2 separate regions of the Zea mays genome follow, and region 2 is linked to region 1. A link is a contact called in public Hi-C data. All regions are on one chromosome and are shown on one strand. The core of a region is the stretch at or near the end of the contact, and the rest is flanking DNA. Distances in the headings are between cores, read along the strand shown.

What was found. Hi-C and Micro-C count contacts between places; a contact is called where the count stands out from the background.
Region 2: a contact with region 1 is called in a Hi-C map of ear, with 2.9 times the contacts expected there. The contact joins the promoter of LOC100193610 here to the enhancer-like site in region 1. A contact is called at or near these places in 2 of 25 Hi-C or Micro-C datasets (ear and leaf).

Annotation. Positions count from the first base shown.
Region 1 is chr8:151,599,489-151,605,729 of Zm-B73-REFERENCE-NAM-5.0, reverse strand. It overlaps LOC103636131 (zinc finger CCCH domain-containing protein 13), which reads left to right. Exons shown (of 5, transcript XM_008658490.3): 3 at 1-778; 4 at 871-963; 5 at 1,117-2,168. The coding sequence ends at 1,863. Among protein-coding and RNA genes, the nearest start is that of LOC103636131, 7.0 kb to the left of the region's middle. Within about 2 kb of position 2,034, at least 9 of the 20 cell types and tissues checked have an H3K27ac peak or open chromatin away from gene starts, as enhancers often do. A contact at or near this core is called in ear, where this site is marked.
Region 2 is chr8:151,988,531-151,994,949 of Zm-B73-REFERENCE-NAM-5.0, reverse strand. It overlaps LOC100193610, which reads left to right and starts at 2,728. Exons shown (of 1, transcript NM_001138712.1): 1 at 2,728-4,702. The coding sequence starts at 3,631. The coding sequence ends at 4,542.

The sequences.
Region 1 (6,241 bases), core at 785-3,284:
TGTTCGTGGACATGGACATGGCTGGAACAGCCAGCCAAACTGGCCTTCTCCAGTTTCTAATGGTTTCGTCCCCATCCAACATGGTGGTGCTCCTGGTTTTCATCCACCTGTCCATCAGTTTCCAGGCCCACCTATGTTTAACCTTAGACCTCAAATGAAATTAAACCAACCTGGAGTTTCATATCCTATGCATGATGCTGTTGATAGGTTTTCGACCCACATGCGCCCATTTGGGTGGCCTAATCATCTGGATGAATCATGCCCACCTCATATGCAAGTTTGGAATGGAGGTAGTGGTGTATTTCCTGGTGAACCCTATATCTATGGTAGACAAGAGTGGGATCAGAATAGACCTCATGCTGGTAGCAGAGGTTGGGAGCTGACTGGTGATGTATCCAAGGGACCAAATGATGTGCCGGATGCTGAACTTCTGGTAGCTAAGAAGGATCCTGACTCTGCAATAACTGCTGTTTCTGATTCTGGTGGACAACACAATCTTCAACCTGAGGCTGACCAAAAGGAAATTGGACGCTTGACTGCTGAAAACTTTGAAGCGAAGAATCATACTAAAAGTTCAAAAAGTTTGGAAGCTCCTCAAGGAGCACAACTTGTGACTTCTATGCTGTCAAAGAATAGCGTGGTCTTTTGTAAAAACTATCTATCCAGAATCAGTGTTTCACATGATCTTGTTGAGCCTGAGTTGTACAAAAGGTGTATATCCTTGCTGGGAGATTTGGACGTAACAAAAACCTCTCATTTGGTTAGGAATGAAATTCAGGTATTTGCATTTGTTAAAATTTATTTAGGTTTTTGTTTTCCCAGCCACTTCAATTTTTTTTTATTATGGTTGCTACTATGTTTTTAAAGCAGGATAATGGAAATATTGGAAAAATGTCAACAAAATATGGAAACCTCAACCCTTTCAGTTCACGTTACCTCAAAAGTGACAATACTATCTTTGAGGCAAGTTCTTCCTTCTCTACCAATCTTCTCTAGAACTTCTTATTTGAACTGTTTATTGTTCACTATTGTGTATCTTTATAGCTCAATTACACAAATTAGCTATCAGTTTATTGATATGGGAATGCTAACTTTCTCTTTTTTCGACAATGACAGAGAGCTTTGGCCCTTCATAAGAACCAGACTCAAAAGGGTTTAACTACTGCCTCTGCATCTGTAAAAATGGAAGAGAAGATGGCTGTACCAGAAGATGACCATGACATGGAATTGCTTGAACCAGTGGTGAGCAATCCTGCTCCACAACGTCACACTGATGTCATGGAGGAAGGATCAGTATCAAAACATGAACTTGGTGATGGCATAGGGAGAACTATTGCTGCAACTATAGGATCTGGGGTTCTGGATGCACCTCCAGAAATTTCACTTCCCCAACCTGAGGTGGTGGTGGCAACAACAGTAATCACACAGCCGAACAAGCACATGGAGGATGTGTTGCCTCCAGCAATTGAGGATGGTGCACTACAAGCAACCCTCGAACATGCTGTTGGCATACCGGAAGTTACACCCGCTGATGTCTTGCTGGATGTTGCACCTTCTGCTGTTGGAGAATCAGGTGATGACATGGAGATCATACCCTCTGCTATGGCAGAACCTCAACTAGGCAAGGAGCCTGCTCCTGTTGCTAGTCCTGACAGTCAAGAGAAGCCCTTCATGCTTGATTCTGAGACAGGTATGGAGGTTGAGGTTAAGGTTATCGATGATAATCCTGGGGATGGTAGGGTGAGCTCTATACTCGGCACCAAACTTGATTTTGCTGCAATTGATGGGGATTCTGAAGCTTTGTTGGTGGAAAGTAGGGTAAATTTAAGTCGGATACCTAATTCCCCAGAAAGTACACATTGAACTCTTCCTATTTTATTTTAATTCCTTTTCTGAGGGTCTTGTGCCCTCAGCCTAGCCTTTTGAGCTGCCATATTCTGTTTACATCTGGGCGTTCTTCTGTAGTGTAATGTTCCCAGTGAGATAGGTATGCTTATGGGGAACTTGGACGTACCTGCGGGACGCAGGACCTGCTGCAATGGCACGCCTCTCAAGTAGTGCGTGCCCATCCAGCTGCGTCTCTTGTTCTCTGCTTGGACGCACTAGTGCCCCTTGTTGGCATAAATGTCTCGCTGCAGCTTTTGCTAAGGTCGCCCAACACATTCTCCTGGGATTGGATTGTCGATTGTTAGAAAAAACGAGGGTCCCAAATAAAAAGTGCATTAGCGTTTCGTCTTTTTAATTGGCAGTCAACTAGTTTAGATATGCTTCATTGCCCAAGCATTTTAGTTCTATCGATATTCACACAAATTTACTTATTAAGTACCAAATTTTGGTATAAATTTGGAAAATTTCTTCTAATCTATTTGCTGATTCTCACTTTTCACTAAGGTCCCGTTTGTTTCCTTTAATTTTGATGAATTGGAATCTTAATAATGAAATATGTTATTTTTTTAGAATGGGACATTCCACCACTTTCCAAAGTTATCATATAAGCCTATATTAAATTCATTTGGTGAGAGATGAAAATTGATTCTATAGATTTATATGCTATTTTTCTGATATACAATTTGTAGTACACTCTTTTACTTGCGCCGCTATAACATAAATATAGTATATAACTATCTCTCATATAATTTAGAATAATATACAAATATATTACATATATAAATATATAAACTTAATTAGTTTTGTCTAAATTATAATTATTAAAATGGAATTCAATTCTAACCAAACAAACGGGGTCTAAGCAAAAATAGTACTGTTAAGCTTGTATGGCTTTCATAATATTACGGCATCTGATCTCATTAGGCTAGAGAATAGGATATAATATAAGTTGATTACCGACGGTACAAGTATGATCTTAACTCCCAAAGAAAAAAGTTGCAAAAGGGAGAATTCATTTGTTTACAAGGGAGTAAATTCATTATATGTTCATTCAGATGGGCTTTGAAGGACGTTTGGCAGGATTATTTGCGAAGAGCTACTTTTTAAACGCTCGTTTGTCAGGACTCTGCCCGGAGCCAAAGCTCTGGGCACGTGTATGGTGTATCTGTAATGCGACTTCGTTGTATCCTCTATGTACTGTAGAGATTGTTCCTAGATAAACCTATCTGTCCTTTCCTCTCCAATCTCGATGACAAAAAAAAACAATTAATTTATAGCATATCTCAGACAAATTAGCATGGAGCTGAAAATAGTAACTATAATTGTTGTTGTCCGGCGGCGATGGACTGAGTGGGGATGAAAACTGGCGAGAGCAAACCACTTTCAAATCTATATTTTAATTTATAATCGGGAACAGGATCATCGGTTAGAACAATGGAACCAGAGCTAACGAGTTGACGGATCGGGAACAAATCATTAATGGTCACAAACCACTAATAAGAATCGGGAACACTGATGCGTGTAACCTCTCCAAATATTTAACTCAACATAAAAAATACAATCATGACCTCACGATAATATAATATATATTATATATGTCTTAAAGGTTTAAAAAACATGACAATTCGCCCGCGACTACATGAGTACATCGTTGTTCGTTGCAGCTAGACACAAACAAATACAACAACACGATCTAACAAGTAAGTTTATAAATTGAAACATTACAAACATAAATACTCCATTCGGTGTCTTATTAGTTGTCGTTTAGAACAACGATATGGTCTCAAAAATATAGCTTTGACTAATGTTTTTTTGTTAAAATACAAATAAACTCTTAATACATTTATATTTTTATAAAAGTACTTTTTAAGATAAATCAGTACATATAAGTATTAGGTTTCAAAACTAAATAACAAACCAGTAATTTGTAGTCAAAATTTTATAAATTTGACTCAAACCTTGTCTAAAACGACAAATAATAGAAGACCAGGGGAGTAAGTTCCTAACTATCAAGCTATAGCAGAATGGGGTGGTAGTTCATAAGTTCAAACATAACAAACATAAATATGTCCTAACTCTAGTCACAAACACTCAAACATGATATATGAAATAAATAAGTTTATCCAAAAGTCTATATAACACATATGGTGATTTTAGCCTACAACGATATGGTAATTTTATCCTCATAAATGTAGTCATATAATATAACACATCCCTAAGCACCATATAGGTTGAATTCCATCTTGTTGAAACATCAAGAAAATGAGCCATATTTGTTTCTAGTCCATACTGAAAGTCATCTAGAGGAGGGGGTAAATAGGCGAAATCTAAAATTTATCACTTAAAACAAAACTTGATCCCAATTAGTGGTTAGAACAAGAGATAAGACAATTGAAGTTAAATGAGAAGTTCTTCTTGCACTTAGTTGCTCTTTCAAAAGGGATTAGACTTGAGCAACTAGATGATGCGAAGATGATCAATCACAAGAGAACTTAGGGAGGAAAGGAGTAAAACAAATTGCAAACACAAGAGCATAACAAAGTCACACCAATTTGGTTACTGGAGTTCGGTTTCACAATAAAACCTATATCCCCACTGAGGAGTCCACTAAGGACCGAGTTTCTCTGAACCCTTTCCTCACTCAAGTGATCACCAAGATCGAACTTGACTTTATCTTCATTTTCTCAATTGAGAGACCAAAGTCTCCATAAGGCATTTTAAACTTCGAAGCCTCTTGCTAGCCGTACAATGGATGGGTGCCTTGCACCAAGACACAATGACCAAACACAAGTACACTCTAAACCAAGGTTTAAAATAGCGAACTATACAAATAGCGACAACATTTTTTGAGGCTACGAGGCTATAGCGCAGCTATAGAAAATAGCGAATTTGTAAAAAGAATAACATAGACACAGTCAATAAGACAATAACATAGTCAAAGTTCCTCACCTGTCACTGTCTATACCTCTCAGGAGTGGAACACAACCATCCTTTACATCTGACAGTGTGACACCTTAGCAAACACCAAACACAGAGTAGCAGAAGCTTAGAAAGCAACTTAAAGCCTTAAACGCATAGCAACACAAACCAAAAGAGTTCTGTAGCAAAGAGTTAAATAGTTCCAAGTTCCAACTTCTAATATACTACAACAACAAAGTGTTCATCAATTCGCCAAGGTAGAATTGTAGCAACAAAATACCATGATCTAGTACATAACAAAAAGATTATTAGCGAAATACTGCAAGCGAACTACTACTAGTGCATTCTATTCATCAAAGAGTTATCTAAATCCGAAGAATGGGAACTTGAGGACTGCTGGTCCATGTCAACATCTTCATCATCATCTTCTGAATCAGAGGATGAAGCAAGCTCAGGTTTATCATCATTGCATTCATTAATATCAACGAGATTCCTTGTCATTTTTCTTCTTCTAGGCTAAACTTCTCTCTTCCTTTTGCCTGGTTCTGTTGTTGTCCTAGCTGACCAACCTTGTGCATTTATAGTTTCAACAACTTCAGTGTCTTGTGCTTGTTCTTGTTCAACTGATGCAACTCTAGTGATCCACTCATTGCCGATGTCTTCTAGGATATCAGGAACCTGCTTTTCAATTAGGTCCCTTGATATGTTCTATTTTTTTGCTTCATCTTGGAGTTAAATTTGACAAACACAAGGTCCCTCATCCTATCTTGGAGAACTATTCTCTTTCTCTTTGAGTCAACCTATATAGTTTTATAGAAACCATGAACATTTTAAATAAGTTCATAAGAGACAGCTCTAGTAACAAGCAATTATGAAAATTGCACAGTATGTTCTTACCTGTTCAAAATCACTCCAATTCCTTTCACATCCTGATGAGCAACATGTTAAGTCTAAATTTTTTATTGCTAGCTTTCTAAGATTTGGAGAGCTATTTCTAGGGTTCAACCACCATTTAGCTACATAAAAAAGTAGAGTGTCAATATTTAGATTGACTCAATGAATACATGTCAAATTAGGCTAATAACAAGAGAAGTCAGATTTTGAATGATGACGTCACCTGGATTAAAATTTTCATTCCTCCTCTGCCTTGTGGCAATCTCTTTTCCAAAAGATCCCATCCCATCTCGGTACATGTTGAACTCATCCATTATCTTGTCTTGGATTTCAACCTCTTGAACCATCTTTGTGATACATGATACTAGACCCTCTCTAAATGTTCCATTTAAATCAATCTCTAATTTATTTGGATAATGGTACTATGGGTTCAAGTAATAACCAACCAGATTTAATGGAGTCTTCAACTTATTATCCCATCTCTTATCAATAATTTACCAAACAGTTTTGAAACGATGTTCATCATTGTCAAATGTTTTGG
Region 2 (6,419 bases), core at 1,479-3,978, 390 kb before region 1:
TTATGACCAATGATCGTCTATACCATGCTTCATAAAGGTTTATTTTCTCTTTGGACGCTTCCGGTGCATGTTTATTTACTTATTTTAGGTGACTAGTAAAAAAGGACAATTAACTCAAGGGGGCTGACTAGTGGTCCAATCCGCGTGATTAGGCCAAATTTTGATGTTTTATTGTTGTTATGTATCTATAGAGCAATTTACCGATCATCGCATACCGTCCTTGGTTGACAGGTCAAGCAACGTGACACTTCTAAAACCCGATCGCCACTAGCACGTAGAGATGGTTGGAGCCGCATTCAAAAAGAAACAATCGCAGCACTGGTGTGTCTTTTGACTCCATGTGTGCCGGTTGTTCAGACGCTGCTTGATTGCAACAACATCACTATAAAGCCTACATGACCGGATCCTAAAGGTTGTCTAGCCGGCTTCAGATCGTCTCCAGCTGACTCTGTAAAACAGAGGACGTGGAACTGTAGATGACACCGTTTGACAGTATTTGCAGAGTGGAGTTTGAAATAGAGAATGAGACAGGGGATATATTGGAGAAAGCCTCACTGACCTGGCCTGACCGACTGTAGATAGGGACACTGCAATCCTTTGTTTTAATTTTGCATATCAATAGATCCCTACCCAATGGATTCTAAGAGTTATAAAGAACGGCTCGAGAAGTATAGGTTAGCGTGACCCATGATGAACCCAATGATTTGGTAGGGGAAGAAGAAAGTTGAATAATACGCAAAATGATTGAATGTTTGGTTGTGAACCTAGCTAGTACGTTGACTGGAAATCTGAAAATTTAGCATCTATTTTTTTTTTTAAAATGTGTGAAGAACTCAGTGATGTCTGATCTGAATACTTGCATTCATCGACCAGAGTATAGTTGAAAGCTGTGTGTTTTTAGTTTTTTTTGTTGTTGCCATAGCGAGAATCGGAGCGGCGGTAGAGGATGTGAGTCAGTAATGCAAAACTTTAATTTGAATTCAAGAAAAAAACTGACGTAAAGGAGCATTTGATAGAAGCGCTAGCTCTGCACAGCAGAGAACACAGACATCAGGGACTGTCTTTAGCCATATCTCGCACTACGCGGTCCGGTTCGACATGAATGTCCTACGCCATCGTCGTCCCTGTTCATTACTTAAGCTAAGTTCCTTCGCGAGTGAGTAGTAGTAGTACTTAAGCGCGGCGTGTACAACTGTAACACCGGGAGTGATGGGTTCGTTAAGATTAAAATTGGGTCCGGTGCAGAAGGGGGGCCTCTGACGCCGCCGCCCGCCGGTGCTCCGCTCGACGATTTGACCGGCCATTTTCCTTTCGCGTCTGGCCGTCTCGGCCCACGGGCGGGCGGCCGAGGCCGACCGCCATCACGTGCCGGCCTCACCTCGCATCGCCCGCGTCCCGATGGCCGCCGGCGCCGAGCCCCCCGTGACAACGCGTCGCGCCGCGACTGGCTCCCCCGCCACCTGACCCGGACGGGCCCGGCCCCGGCCTGCCGAGGGAGGCTGCCCGCTGGGCCCCGGGGCTCAGGGATGAGTAGCAGGACCACGCGGCCGCGGGGCCACACCGTGGCTCCGTACCGGTACCGCGCCCGAAAATATCGCCACGGGTGGACGCGGCGCGGTCTGCTGTTCGGGCTCAAGACGCGCGCTGCATCACTGTAGCGAAGGGACGGACGCTGCATCACTCCCAAAAATATCGACCGACCGAGCGAGCGAGCAGCAGCGCCGTGCATAATTTCCCACTGTTAGGACAGTAAGTACTTTGTTTCCATTTTGAAAAAGAACTGGCGAAGGAGGAGGAGGACACAGCGCGATGTTCAGGTCACAGACGGTACGTACCGCCGAGTCAAAGCGCAGGCCAGGCGGCCGGCGACTCCACCGCGCGCAGAGCAGTGGCGCGCATGCCCCGTCCCCACGGCCCGCGGGGCGTCCGCGTCCGTGGCCAGCTTTCCCACTTGCGCTGCACGCCCTGCGCCCCGCGCGCCAGCGGCCACCGTGCCAGCCAAACAAGGCTGCACAGGTGCAGAGCAGTGCAGTGCAGGCTCGTGGGAGTTTACAGCTACCTACCTACCTACTTAGGGGATGGTTCATCCAGATTCAAATTTACCAAAAATATCTCTACTTTATAAGTAGACAGTTAGGTTCATGAAATTCAGATTTAACGACCTGATAAATTAGAGGTTTAGATACATCGTCTCGGTGAAGCTCTTTAATAGCTACTCAACAAATTTAAGCTTGATAAAAATTAACCACCGTTGAAGCTGGGATACATATGATACCGTTTTTAATTTTTTTTTTGATATTTTCCTAGTCTTATGACGTTTTCCCTCTCCCGTTCTTACCGTTACTCTCTTTCTGTCTATCTCCACGAAGATCTAGATTTACTATTTCAGCGGTGTAACTGTTATATACAGACCCTAAATCATACTCCCTCATCGTCTGCGCCGGAGCCGGGGCCGAGTAGCGGTATGGCACGCCACTACGCCGTACGCCTCGGGGTGATTAGTAAACCCAACCCACGCAGCGGGAGTGAATGCGGCTGGAGGAAGGGGGCCGGTTAACCGGCACAACTTAATTACGGTTCTTGCCAGAGCCGGACCTGGTTAAACTAGCGCGCGCGGCCTGTCTGTCACCACCGCGGAATCGAGCGTGGGTCGCAACCGAGCCTGTCGGGTCGGGGATTCCTATAAGAAAGACGGGTGGACACTGGACACTACTCGCCTTGTCCACTCCACTCCCCCCAAAAAACCTCGCCAAACCCCCAGAAACTCCCATCCCATCACCTCCATCCTCCGCACCACTCCTCCCCCTCCACCTCACGTCGCCACCGCACCGCCGCCGTTTCCCAGCTCTGCTCTCACAGGGTCTCCTCCTCGGCTTTCTCCACGCCACGCCACGCCACACCGCCGCTGCCACCTCCCTTCCTTCGTCTCCGGCCTTGTTCTTCGAGCCTTTTTCTTTATTATCGTCGGTGCTCCTGCTCCAGGACCTTCCGAAGCTAGCTCCCCGCTCCCTCTCGCCGAGGAGCCCGGAGTGTCGCTCACGGAGCTCGAAAACCGTTATAGCTACAGCGTCCCCGTCGGGGCCGCGGCAGCAGCGCCTGCGTCCGTAGTACTACGAACTCGGCAGGGGACAACAGGACGGGCGCGCGGCCTGACTGCTGCTGCCTCTCTCTGCTTTCAGCTACTCGTAGCTGCTGCTGCATTTCCGCTGCTCTTTTTAAAGAGCCCGTCGTCTTTACTGCGGCCATTCCCTCCTCCCCCTTTCTTCCTCCGATCCCCTGCGCCCCGGTCTGCCTTCCTGCTCGCATCGCCTCGCCTCCCTCCCTTCCCGACCCTTTCTTTGCTCTTTATTCCCCTGCCGATCCGCAGTGCAGGAGCCAGGCAGGAGGGAAATCCACCCGGCCGTCCGTTCCGATCGCGCGCCCCCCCTGCAGCTTCTTTTCCTGCTGGGGTCAGGGTAGCAGCCTGCATGCAGGGCCTGGTTTGGTTGGGGTTCTCGTGTCATCTCAACGCCAGGGAGGTACTTGCTCGTCTGTCTCTCCTTGCCTGTGCGCTTCGGTTATTAGCTAGCTAGCTTGGGTCTAGTCTAGTGTAACTCCCGGCCGCCATCTTTGCTGTACTTCGTTCGTGCCATGTCGCGCTCGCGCACGGTGCGGATCTTCTGGGACGATCCTGACCTGACCGATTCCTCCGGCGACGACGAGGGCTGCGGAGCCCGGAGGGTCGGCAGAATGGTGAGGGAGCTGGCACCAGCACCAGCACCAGCACCGGCGGCTCTTCCCGTGCCGGATCAGTGCAACCCCGGGGACGGCGACCGCGGGAGGAAGGCCGGCGTCGCTGGTCCCGGCGTGTGCAGCGGGGCGCGGAGACGGCTGGCCAAGGGCGCCGGTGGCGCGGCGAGCACCAAGTTCCGCGGCGTGCGGAGGCGGCCGTGGGGCAAGTTCGCGGCGGAGATCCGCGACCCGTGGCGCGGCGTGCGCGTCTGGCTCGGCACCTTCGACACCGCGGAGGAGGCCGCACGCGTCTACGACGCCGCCGCCGTCCAGCTCCGCGGGGCCAACGCCACCACCAACTTCTCCGCGTCCGCCGCCACTAACTGCGGCTCCGGCTCCGGGGCCGGGGCCGGGCAGGACCCGGCGACGACACCGGCGGCGGGCTACGAGTCCGGCGCGGAGTCGTCGCCGACGTCCGTGCTCCGCAAGGTCCCCTCCCTGTCCTCCCTCGCCGAGGACGACTCGGACGCGCCGGCCGCCCAGCGCCGCAGCCTGGCCGTCCTCGAGGAGGAGGAGCTGGGCGAGTTCGTGCCGTTCGAGGACGCGCCCGTCTACGCCACCAGCGGCTTCTGGGACTTCGAGCCCGACGCGGGGTTCCTCTACGCCGAGCCGTCGTCGCCGGAGGCGTCGTGGAATGCCGCCGCCGCCGTCGCCGAGCCCGCCTCGTCTGACGACGCGCCCAGCTGGGCCGCGTCGCCGGTGCAGGAGAACGACTACTTCCAGGACCTGCGCGACCTCTTCCCGCTAAACCGGCTTCCCGCGATTTTCTGAAAACAGGCGGACGGTGAACGCCGGAACCGGGAACGGCGCCGTTGGTCCGTCGTCGAGAGTGTGTTGTGTCTCGTGCCTACGTGCACTGTGTACTTGTACGCCTTTCCCACGCTGTTCGTGTTACTATCTTCGAGTCGATGAGAAATGTAATATGCTGCCGAATGCCGATGAGCACGTAGAGTTTTGATGTGCGCTGGAGTCTACGAACTAGTGTATCGATACGTGAATGGCTTTTTTTTTAGCACAGTCTACAATTGATGCTGGTGTACTTGTACCGTCCCACGTGGTATACCACTCTGCTCCTCTACTACTAGTACACTACAGGCACGACGGCCTTGATTTGGCAACGAGCATGGGCGCATTCCCAATTCCCATTGCTGGGGGCTCCTGGGGCTGCACGGCGGCGTGGTCCGAACTCTGAGACGCGGGCGGGCCGTGCTGGTGCTTGAAATGGAGAGGCCATGATGCGGTTGTGCGGAAAGTCTGCTGTGCTGGTTTTGGTGGGCGGGGCTGGGTCCGCCGCCGTGCCCGCGCGCCATGAGTGACTCGATCGTCCGCCGGATCCGACGGCGGCGTACACGCGCGCGGGCGGGACCTTGCGTTGCGTCGTCCACCGGTTGGGTACATGTACATTGACCTCACCTCACCGACCGACGGCGCTCCCTCGTGATAACGCGAGAAGGTGCGTTCGTTTCCTTGTCTTGTGTTGGCGAGCATGTATGCACGGCGTTGGGACCGAGTGGGACACGGCCGCAGACCCGTACGTGCGTGCGCGCGCGCGCGCGTGAATCTTGTGATTCCGGCAGTGGAGTAAGCTACTAAGCTAGCGTGAATCCCGTACGTACGTACCGCTCGGTGAGCGAGCGAGACACGCCGAGTGAGTGAATGCGCGCGGGCGGGGCGCAGCGCAGCGGCCGCGGTGGTCCTGTCCTGCACTCCTGCTGCTGTGCTGTTGGCTCCTCCTGCTGAGGCGGCCGTCCTCTCATCTCATTCTCAAGCAGGCCCACGACCACGTAGCGACCCGGAACGGGAACACGTACGCCGGGTGACTAGCGACCACATGGGGTGGGAAGAGAACGTAATAAAAAGATAATCGCAGGGCTACGAGACCAAGGTACGTGGCGCGCGCGGAGGGAGGACAGTGATGTCACGGTCCTTCACTACCGAATCACGAGCGTAAAAATATTTGGTGTATATTTTGACACAAAATTAGTTTTACTGCCGCGTCAATTCTTGGGCATCAATAGCATTGTAATGTTCATCGCCACTATCTACAGATTACATTCCATTTTCTACGACATCTCTAATGCTAAGGTCGAGAGAAAAAAAGTAACTATACATTTCATGGCTCCACCATAAATAGTCCTCTCCATCAAAGCAAAGAGTCTTGTCAAAAGGAATAGAAAGCAAATGAACATTTGAATTGTAAGGAATACGGGAAAATTTAAAAGACGTTTTAGAGTAGTTTTATTTAACCATCTTTTCTTGGAGGAGGAGGAATCATCGTCCTTCTGTGAAGAGGAAGAAGTGTCATTCTCGTAGTAGATGATCTTTTTGATGCGCTTCTTCTTCTTCTTCCACTCATTCTTGTGTGATCATGTCTCAACCGTCTTAGCTCCCTTGGGTCATCGTTGAGGGGATCTTCTCCTTCTCGTCGGACACCTTTCCCTTGCCTTTCGAGTCCATCTCTTCGGGCGGTTAGACCAAACGGAAGAGACCGAGTCCGATACCAGTTGAGAGCAACTAGAGGGGAGGTGAATAGATGATCCTACAAAATTAACACTAAAACCACAAACTTGGTCTAAAATTGAAGTTAGTGCAAACTGAAACCAAGTTTGAGTAGAGAGGAGAAGAAAGCAAGTCCTCTTCACTTGATT